Linked DNA regions of Mus musculus: region 1 is linked to region 2. A link is a contact called in public HiChIP or PLAC-seq data. All regions are on one chromosome and are shown on one strand. Each heading gives the region's core, a stretch centred on a gene start, on an enhancer-like site or on the middle of the called end of the contact. The rest is flanking DNA. Distances are from core to core; before and after follow the strand shown.

What was found. HiChIP or PLAC-seq counts read pairs in DNA pulled down with a chosen protein or histone mark.
Region 1: a RAD21 HiChIP or PLAC-seq map of pro-B cells shows a contact between it and region 2, with 3 times the contacts expected there. The contact joins the enhancer-like site here to the promoter of Npm3 in region 2. A contact is called at or near these places in 12 of 39 promoter capture datasets (the 3T3-L1 cell line, the C10 cell line, the HPC-7 cell line and 8 more), 2 of 15 datasets of contacts at CTCF or cohesin (large pre-B cells and pro-B cells), 26 of 484 Hi-C or Micro-C datasets (the Ba/F3 cell line, the G1E-ER4 cell line, LSK cells and 6 more), 23 of 115 datasets of contacts at active chromatin or transcription factors (astrocytes, bone marrow-derived macrophages, cardiomyocytes and 14 more) and 2 of 9 other capture datasets (embryonic stem cells and embryonic tail).

What each region holds. Positions count from the first base shown.
Region 1 is chr19:45,304,578-45,309,654 of GRCm38.p6, forward strand. No RefSeq gene overlaps it. Among named protein-coding and RNA genes, the nearest start is that of Gm29595, 3.8 kb to the left of the region's middle. Within about 2 kb of position 3,559, at least 59 of the 459 cell types and tissues checked have an H3K27ac peak or open chromatin away from gene starts, as enhancers often do. A contact at or near this core is called in the Ba/F3 cell line, the G1E-ER4 cell line, the HPC-7 cell line and 2 more, where this site is marked.
Region 2 is chr19:45,746,043-45,750,904 of GRCm38.p6, forward strand. It overlaps Npm3 (nucleoplasmin 3), which reads right to left and starts at 3,523. Exons shown (of 6, transcript NM_008723.2): 1 at 3,397-3,523; 2 at 3,015-3,100; 3 at 2,708-2,827; 4 at 2,504-2,597; 5 at 2,122-2,238; 6 at 1,692-2,009. The coding sequence starts at 3,514. The coding sequence ends at 2,129. It overlaps Oga (O-GlcNAcase), which reads right to left. Exons shown (of 16, transcript NM_023799.4): 16 at 4,213-4,862.

The DNA.
Region 1 (5,077 bases), core at 2,309-4,808, 440 kb before region 2:
TGAAAGCTGGACCGTCTGCCCCCCGCCCCCAGAGCAACACCCCCGAAGCCCCCTGTTCTCGACCACATCGTTATGTTGTTACATCATCAGCTTTGGGGCAGGACAGGTGCGGGATGGATCATAGCCATCCTCCCAGCTGCTCCCACACATCCCAGGCACTCCCAGATGGCATCCTGGGAACGCCAGTCCAGCTGTATGGTGGGAGTAGTCTGGGGTAACTAGACTCCTTCTCTGAACTCTCCCCACCTGATCCTTGTCAGCATTTTCTTCCTCCTCTAAAGATTACATCCATCTGCCAGCTCCGTGCAAAGGAGTTTCTTTTCAGCTGTCCATGAGTCCTTTTCTCCTTGCCTTCATTACCTGTGCCTCCCTCAGCCTCTGCCCTCAAGAGAACCACAGGGAAGCATATTCTCACTCTCCAGCTCCCCCCATCCAACCACTGTTTTTTTTATTTTCTCTTCCTGTGACTCCTTTGACATACGGACCCTAAGATTCCAATTTAGGAGGTTGAATGTTTGTACCCCTCTAAAATCCTTGTTGAAATTTAACCTTCACTACAATAAACAGTATTAAGAGCTGTCTGTGAGGTTGTAAGAACCTGCCTTCATGTCTGTTAGGGGCCAGAGAGATGGCTCAGTGGTTAAGAGCACTGGTTGCACTTCCAAAGGTCCTGAGTTCAATCCCTAGCACTGACATGGAGGCTCACAAACATCTCTAATGAAACCTGATTCCCTCCTCTGCTGTGCATGAAAACAGAGCACTCATGTACATAAAAGAAAAAAATCTAAAAAATAAAATTAATGTCCTTCTAAAGGGCTGGGAGGAAGCCAGGTGGTGGTGATGCACACCTTTAATCCCAGCACTTGGAAGGCAGAGGCAGGTGGATCTCTGTCTGAGTTTGCGGCCAACCTGGTCTACAAAGCGAGTTCCAGGACAGCCAGGACTACAATGAGAAACCCTGTCTTAAAAACAGGGCTGGAGAGATGGCTCAGTGGTTAAGAGCACCGACTGCTCTTCCGAAGGTCCTGAGTTCAAATCCCAGCAACCACATGGTGGCTCACAACCATCCATAATGAGACCTGATGCCCACTTCTGGTGCATCTGAAGACAGCTACAGTGTACTTAGATATAATAATAAATAAAAAAAGAAACAAACAAAAAACAAAAAAACAAGAAGGGGTTTGGGGGAGCCTATCTGTCTATACCCTACTATTTGAGGGTGCAGCAAGATGTACCATCTATGAAGCAGAGAGGGAGCCTTGACCAGACCCTGAGTCTTCTGCTAGCCTTGAACAGTGTGGGGAATAATTTTTAGTGACTTACATTTTGTTATAGCAGCAGGAGCAGACTAAGACCTCTCAAACAGACTGGGGCTGAGAGCACAGTGCATATGTACAGTGAGTGTGTGCACATCTAGGACACAGGTGCTATCACTTTTAAAGCAGTTTTGGTTTTTCTGTGCCAATCAAATTAGGAAACTCGGGGTTGGGGCTGTAACTTAGTTAATAGAGGGCTTGGCTAGCACACATGAAGACCTAGGTTGGATACTAACACAAATGCACACTTGCTCATCTCAGGTGAAGGTCGGAGATCAGAAGTTCAAGGATATCTTTGGGTGCACAGTGCTTTCGGGGCCAGCCTGGACTACATAAAATCCTGACTCAAAAATAAACAAATTAGGAACTTGACATTTTGGAGGAGAAAGAGCGGAGTCCCACAGGGGAGAGATAACTCCCATTTCTCCAGGCCTTATGAAGATAGACTTCCAGGATGTGATTCAGGATCATCTGCCCAACAAGCTATCAGATGATTCAGGGAATGGGCTTTGGAAAGAGCTGGAAGCAGAGAAACATACATTCACATTCACAGAAGCTCAGAACCCCTCTCTTCCCTTTCCCTGCTTAAGTGGACGGACGGCGGGAGACTGGGTTCAGAGGATAAGGGACCCATGAAAGCAGCTATGCTGTTTCTCGGGATGAAAGAAAGTTGCCAGGAGCTGGGAGGTTGAAGGTCTGGATAAAGATCCCAGCTTTACAGAGAAATACTCCCAGCCTGGGCATGAGCCTTGTCATCAAGGATGCTGTTAGCTGTTTCACTGTGATTGGCACTGAGCCTCTCTGCTTTTAGGTTCTTTACCTGGAAAAGGAAAATACTACATTCCAGTTCTAATTTCTTCGTAGTCCTGGTTGTCCTGGAACATGCTCTGTAGACCAGGTTTGTCCTTGATCCACCTGCCTCTGCCTCTCAAGTTCTGGAACTAAGGGAGTGTGCCACCACTGTCTGGCCTGTTCTAATTTCTATAGTGTTTGGAGAGCTGGACTTGGGAAGGAGTAAAGCTATTTCAGGGCTGAATATTCAGACTTCTGAGATGGACAAAGACAGTTAATTGTACTGAAAGTGAGTGAAGCCTGAAATCTCTCAAGGGACACTTGGAGTCGAGGAACTGCTGTGACCAGGACAAGTGCAGAGCAGTAAATCAGCCCAGCTGTGGGACTGAAGAAAGGCAGGCTAGAATCACCAAGCAGTGCCACCTAAATTGTCTCTGCCCTGGGATCCAGCGCCAAAGCCCAGGAGTGATGGGAAGAAACTCCAATTAACAAGGCAGCTGTCAGTCAATCTCAATGGCAGGAAATCTGTGTGCTATTATGATCTGTACTTGGGCAAGGAATATTGGCTAGGAAGTGAGATTCTGTGTTTCCTTTCTCCAGTTTTCTTAGTAAGTTGCCTGCCTGAGAGCATTAACATCCCTTCCGCTGTTAGAGCAGAGGAGGAATCCGGGCACCCCTGGTGGTAGAGCTGTGGTTAGCAGGGGCAACACCTTTTTAGACTTGTTAGAGGAACTGGGTACAGAGTATGAAGCAGGTGGAAGGAGCCAGCATGTGAGTGTTGGGGCGGGGGTAGTGAGAGTAATGGAGACACCCCACCGTCCTCTTGACTTGCCAAGATGAAACCGAACAAGCCAGTAGGGAGACTTGGAGCGGAAAATCGCCTTGGATGATATTCCCCAGAGAGAAAGGACTAGAAGCCCAGAGTCATGGGCAGCCAGAAGCCAGCAGTCAGGGGAAGAGAGGTGAAGAGAGAAGCTATCCCTTTCCACGGATGTGCCTTGGCCCCTGACCAAGCGAAGAGGGGCAGATTTTCTGTCTTGTCCCAAGCCCCTGCATCTGCCACCTTGTTTACTTCATGTCTATTTATAGTCACAGGCTCTAAGCCTGGTATGGGACTCTGCGATTTATATGACTATAAACTTCCAAAGGGCACTGAGAACTGGCAGGGCAAAGATAGGGACAGAGGCAGGCCTCCCACGGTCAACGCATCTACCCTCCCACCTACTCTGACCTTAAATGCTACCAAAGGACAAGAGGTTCTAAGACCAGACTCAGAACACCAAGCCAGGGGCAGGAAGCCACATCACTGGTTTGACCCTTCTTCCCCTGAGTCCTGGATGTGGGGTGAGGTACAGATGTTTTAGTCTGATCTCCTTCACACACTTGGGAGCGTGTAGCGAACTTCTGTGTGGTAGCGTGGTTTCATCAGACAATGACTGAGTCTGAGCGACTCTAGACTTCAGAAGAGGAAGTGGAAGTGAAGACCTGCAGCCCAGGCTCTGCCTGCCCTATCCACTGACCAACAGGAAGAAAGATGAACCATTCTCATGGCCTCCTTCTCAGGGTGCCCTTGGAGGCCTGAGCCAGCCCACCCCTCACTCAGATCAGAGATGGTTAAGGCCTGACTATAGGATTCTGAGAGGAGCTCCTTGCCCTGTCTTTCCCCCCTAGGAGGCCCCCTGTTCAGACTCTCTACTTAATAAGTCTCCCTCTTTATGCTTGCCCACTCTCTTGCTCCTCAAGTGTTTTTAAGACTTTGAACGAGTGTCTAGACTGAGTTCTCCCTGCCCAATCCATACCAACCTCCCACGGTGCACTCCACCTTCCAACCCCCACCCTCCACTAGTCCCTACTCCAGGATCTGTCATATGAGCATTAAGGCTGGGTATATCTAAGTTCTCTGTCTGTCTCGTCTGTGTGTGTGATGTGACAAAAAAAAAAATAAATAAAATGTTATTTCTGGATATGTCTGTGAGGGTGTTCCCAGGAGAATGTTCACTTTTGGTCATTCGGCTTCTAGAAGGAAGATCTGCCATCACTCAGGTGAGGGGCAGCATCCAATCCACTGAACAAAGAGCAGAAGACCAAGCTCTGCTTGTCCTCCTGCCCTAGGAGGTGGCATTGCTGGTTCAGCCTCCCACCAGGACTCCCACCTGTCGTTCTCAGGACTAAGACTATGCTCTACTGTGACAGCTCCTAGCGACAGATCTTGGTACTTCTCAGCTTCCATGATCTGTGAGCCAATCCTTCACAGCAATAAATCAATGCCTCTCTCCTTCCCTTTCTTTCCTTCTGCCCTCTCATCTCAATCATGTCTGCTTCTCTGGCGATCCTTAATCCAGTGTCTGAACTCCAGGAGCTGGGTGGGGCAGGTATGAGGAAGAGAAAGCAAGCTGCATCCGGCTGGAAGGAGGGCAGAACTCCCTTCCTGCCCTCTCCAGGGGGAGGCAGCAGAGGACCATGGGAACTGCCCCATCCAGCTATAAGCACAAGGTTCCTTCAGGTCCTCTATCCACTGTGGAGTCCATATGGAGGCACTCGCCACTCGCGTGGTCTGAAGTTTTCACACTTGCAGCCCATTTCTCTGGTGCAAAGATACCTTGGGAAAGCTAGCCTGTTTTCAACTTAGTCTCCTGCCCCTTCTGTTCATTCTTTTTTTTTTTTTTTTAAAGATTTATTTATTTATTATGTGCAAGTACATTGTAGCAATCTTCAGGCACTCCAGAAGAGGGTGTCAGATCTCATTACAGATGGTTGTGAGCCACCATGTGGTTGCTGGGATTTGAACTCAGGACCTTTGGAAGAGCAGTCAGTGCTCTTAACCACTAAGCCATATCCCCAACCCCTTCCATTCATTCTTGAGCAGTGATTTCTTACATAAATAAGCAAACCAAGCCAAAACACTTTTTTTTTTTTTTTTTTTTTTTTTTTTTTTTTTTTTTGGAGACAGGGTCTCTCTGTATAGCTCT
Region 2 (4,862 bases), core at 2,273-4,772:
GAAAAGGTGTGATCTGGAAAGAAGGAAAAAACAATTCCCAGGTCTGTCTGCACGGCGCCGCAAGGGGCCGGGGAAAACTCCTGAACTAGAAGGCAAATGTGGATTGGGCTCCCACTGCGGGCAGGGCTGTGCTCGACGTCCACCCGCCAGGAAAACAGGCCAGAAATACAATGGGCGATCAGTGGAGTCACAGGGGGTACACTGATGGTGGGGGAGTATGAGCGTGGGCTAGGCGAGTGAGTTTGGAAGGTTTCCGGAGATGGCCGCACTTAACGCACGCACGTGAGAAAGAGTTGGCGGCAGGAGCCGAAAGGAGGCAGGAAAAGTGAGTGCCCCCAACTAACTCCTCTCCTCTAGCATGGGCGCTTCGTGTGAACGAAAACACATTTGCACTCAAAACTTAAGTGACTTATTCCCTCCTATCCTGCCTTAAATTTAGCTATCATTGAACCCACATAGAGCTGTACGACCACGAGCAGTTTTAAACACGCCCACCAGAGGGCGCTAGTTCCACCTTCCCCTCCCATTCGATCCTCTGCTAATGGCTCCTAGCCAGGGCCGTGGTGGAAACACCTGGAGGTAAGGTCCGGGACTCTAGAAAAGGCACCCGCGACCCTGACCCCTGAAACACAGACAGGCATCTTTCACTTGAGAAAAAGGGAGTCTGAAAACTTACCCCTAATTCCTCGCATAGATGGGGGAACACTTGTACAGTCAGGAGGAACCCCTACCCCATGAAGCCCAAGCGGGATACCAGTTCCTGATTTTCTTGTCTCCTGTGCTACCACACCTGGGTTAGGTACCGCTTTCTCTACTGTAGGGGACACTCTTGAAGTTAATGGCCTGAACTCAAACCAGCCCCCTACTTGTTGGTCAGCTGGTGTGAATTGGCCTGAATCTCAGGCCCTGTTCTCTGTCAGTCTTCAGCTTGTCTGGGGAAGTAACCTTTTGTTTGTTTGTAGGACACTGATCCCCACCCATCCCAACCCATCAACACTGCTGAACTGCTGACCCCGGGGGTGCACAGTCCTCACACAAGCAACCCCTTTTTCTCTTCCTGGCATAACAGTAGGCAGGCCCAAGAACCACCTCGGTCTAGGGATAAGACAGTATGGCAGAGTGCTGGGGGCAGGGGGGGTAACCCCTCAGCCGAGGTTGATTCCCAGGGGCTCTTTCTGCCCCCATATGCCAGGCCACCCGGATTCTGGTTTCCCTGTCACCCAATCTGGCCAGTTCCCTCCATCTGGCCCTGGGAATCAGGTTTCTAAGGGCCCTGAACCTACCTCGAAAGACCAAAGGAGCAGAGACTGGTCCCCACCCCTCACAGGCCCTCTCCCTGGGCCTAGCCCCTCATGGGGCTCGAGATGCATTCCTCAGGTTTCTTAAGTCCACTTATCTGTCCCCCTGCCCATCAGCCTGAGTGCTGACAGAGGCCCAGACCCCTTGTTTGGAAGCTGATAACCTCCTGTGACGGCCCTCCCCCACTTGCAGGAACATGGAACAGGCTGGAATGAGAGGTCCCCTCTGCAAGCAAGGCCGAGGAACTTAGGCCTGCTTTGGGCCCAAAGCCCTGGGGAATCGGATCCCACATCTCACCAACTCAAGAGCTAGGTCAACCTTTGTGCGGCCACAGTGCCACCTGGTGGTCCCTGGGGAAATGTCATCTCAGCATTGAAAAAGCCACACAAGGATTGCAAAACAACCAACCGTACACCACTTTATTTAGATATTTATCAAAAAAAGTACAAAGTGTTAAAAATGTGTTCTGAACTTCATGTTCTTTTGTTTTTTGTTTTTTGTTTTTTTTTTTGCAGTGCTGGGGACTGAATCTGGGTTAGGTGGGTCAGAAGAGGTGTTCAAAGGTTGTCCCACCCCAATAGAAAAGGGAAGCCTCAGGAACCACAGTCCATCCCTCCCTCCCACCCCCTATTCTCTTCATCGAGAAAACCATTCTTGAACTTGTCCAGGAACATACGGAGCATGGCACCTGTAGCAAGCAGTTACCTGATCTGAGAAAAGCAAGAATGAAGTCAGAGTCTTCCTCCTCACCTGCTGCCCCTAAACTTCCCAGATCCTTCGGGAATCCCACCAACCGACCCCACCCTCCACCCACACACTCACCAGGGGGCTAAGGCCTGCCCCTGTGCTTCTTGGCAGGAAGGATGCCACACAGCTTAATTTCATCTTCTTCGCTCTCATCATCACTTTCTTCTTCAGAAAGGTCGTTGTTTATACAAACTGGTGGATACACAAGGATAGAGCCACTCATTCAGCTGCTAGGCTGACAGGGAACCTCATCTCCCAGAGTCCCCAAGTCTAGATGGAAAAGAGCCCACCCACCTCGCTGGAGTTGGACCCCTGGGGCAGGCAGGGTACAGCAAGTTCCCAGGCCTGAAGGAGGCAGTGGGAGGCACAGAATACTGGAACCATAGCCTGAGATGCAGGACACACTAGGAGATGAGACTGGGGTAAGTCGGGAGTGGAGAGGGCCCACTCTTCTCACCGATCTGATGCCGGCCAGTGATCCGAACTGGGCCAGAACCGGACTTCAGGCGGAAGGTGACAGGTGGTTGGAGTTGGAAATCATCCACACTGAGCTGGAAGACAAGAATGACGGGCTGAGCCGTGCTGGCCCACCCACTTGGAGATCAATACCGAAGTTCTCAGTCCCACCAGACTCCGAGAGGAATGAACGGCTCCAACTCACCATGGGCTGGCAAGACAACCTGAGGTTGGCCACAGGAACTGCAATCTCCTGATTGTCGTGATCCCGGGCCACAACTTCCACCACATTACACTCGTCCGTGGCCCCCTCGGTAAGGCACAGCTGAAAGGCAGGCAGAACCTCAGCGTCTCAAGTGAGGGAGGGCTGACACCAAAGCCAAGGCGTCTTACCCCAAAATCGGCCTAGTCCCAGTGGCACCGGATGCGGGGACCAGAGGGTGGAGGAGAGGGGCGACAGGCGGAGTGTCGGCTAGCCCCCCGCATCTCCAACTCCCTCTGCGGCCCCTTACCATGTTCAACGCCAGCACGTGCTCCGTGTCATCCTCCTCCTCAACCTTGAAAGTGAAGGAGCGGGTGTGGCCGGAGAGCTCACAACCTGCAAGAGCCAGCGAGTGTCGCCTGGGTACACGCGTGGAGGGGACAGCGCGCGAGGACGCTCCACAAACTCCGCTGTCCCCTCCACCCGGCCATGTGCCGCGGCGGCGGGGGGGGAACCGGCCGCTTGCTCGCCCAGAACACGTGGACGGGCATCCCACTCGGGAAGAACCGGTTAGGGCGAGCGAGCGAGGAGCCCTCGGCCCACAGCTGCGCCCGGCCACAGCGGCGCCCGGCCGCCTTCCTCGGCCACGCCTCACCCGCCCCGTACCACTCTGCCACTCCCGCGTTCAATACCGAAGAAGAAACTGTCCATTGTGACCGGGGCCGGGACCCTCAGGCCCCCGACGCCCCCAGCTCGGGCTCGGCTCTCTTGGTTCAAGAACGCTAAAGCAGCCGCCGCGCCGGCCGCCATGCTGAAACGGCCGTGAGCGCCCCGCCCCCCGCCTCAGCCAGTTCCGGTCCCGCCCATTAAAGGAGCCGCGCTCGCCACACGAAGCAGGGAGGAGCAGTCGTCGCCTCTTCCACGAGGACAGGTAACAAGGCCCCAGAAGAAATCTCCACGAGGGCTTAAAGTTAGCGTCCACTCACTGAAGCCCCTTCTTCCAACCCGGGGATATATACATACAGATGTTAGTGTAAACCTTTCGTATCTCCTTTTTCAGTAAACTTGGGGTACGGAGCAGCCATTTTTACTCACACCCCCCCCCCCCCCCCCCCCCCCCCCGCTTCCTGATCATGCTGGAGGCTTGACAGCCAAGACCTAAACTCAGATGTGGAGATCAACTACTGTTCATAGTACAGCCTCCTCTTTAGGCGACCCACCCCCCCCCTCCACCACCAAAATTCCTTTATCTAAGGAAATGAAGCCATGTTCCAGTGAGGAACTCTGTGACACCCCCCCCAACTTCACACAAATTTTACCTGTAGTAAACAGAGCAACTTACTTAAAAACAAAAACAAATGTACTTTTCTGAGAAAAATCTTTGCTGTGGAAGGCAGGAGGGCAGGGCTGTCTTCAATCCAGCCTACACTGAAATAGCTTCGGATACCTAAGGGATCAAGAGATGTGAGGGAAAAAAAGGGAGAACCCAGAGAAAAAGCAGCACAGCACACATTCACTTCAAGTTTTATTGTGCCTCTTGCATGGTCTGCAGATAGGTTTACAGTTCGTTTTCTATAGGAACTGAGCTGTGATCTAAACAATGAAATGTTATTCCAACATTAATAAATATTCATAACCATGGAAGATGGCAGAGCACTTTATCCTACAGCAATGACAGTAGAGACCTGGACATGTTTTCACTTATGTCCAGAAGATCATCCCATGTGATTATTGAAAGCCAACATTAAACAAAAAGCAACTTGTTCAATTCCTGATTCCGTATGAAACTCTGAAACGCTCTGAATAAAACCTTGTAATTCTCACTGAGGCATGAGATGGATTCAGAACGCTAAGGAACATTAAACGGTCTTAATATCTAGTAACAATTTTGCCCCTCACCCCAGCCTTCAAAACCAACCTTGACTTAGGTTTCACAGCACATCCTATCGCAAAGGTTCGCACCCTAAGGAGGCGGCACATTTCAGCACACTCTTGGGCCTCTGGTTCTTGGGCCTCCCTGGGTCCACTCTATATAGTGCTAAAAGACTACCTCACAAGCTCACACTGGAGTTCTAGAAAGGAAAATGTTTCAAGCTCCCTCTTCTCTCTCCCCCCTCAGCTCAAAGTTCAAAAGCTATGTAGAACTGGAGGAAAGCAA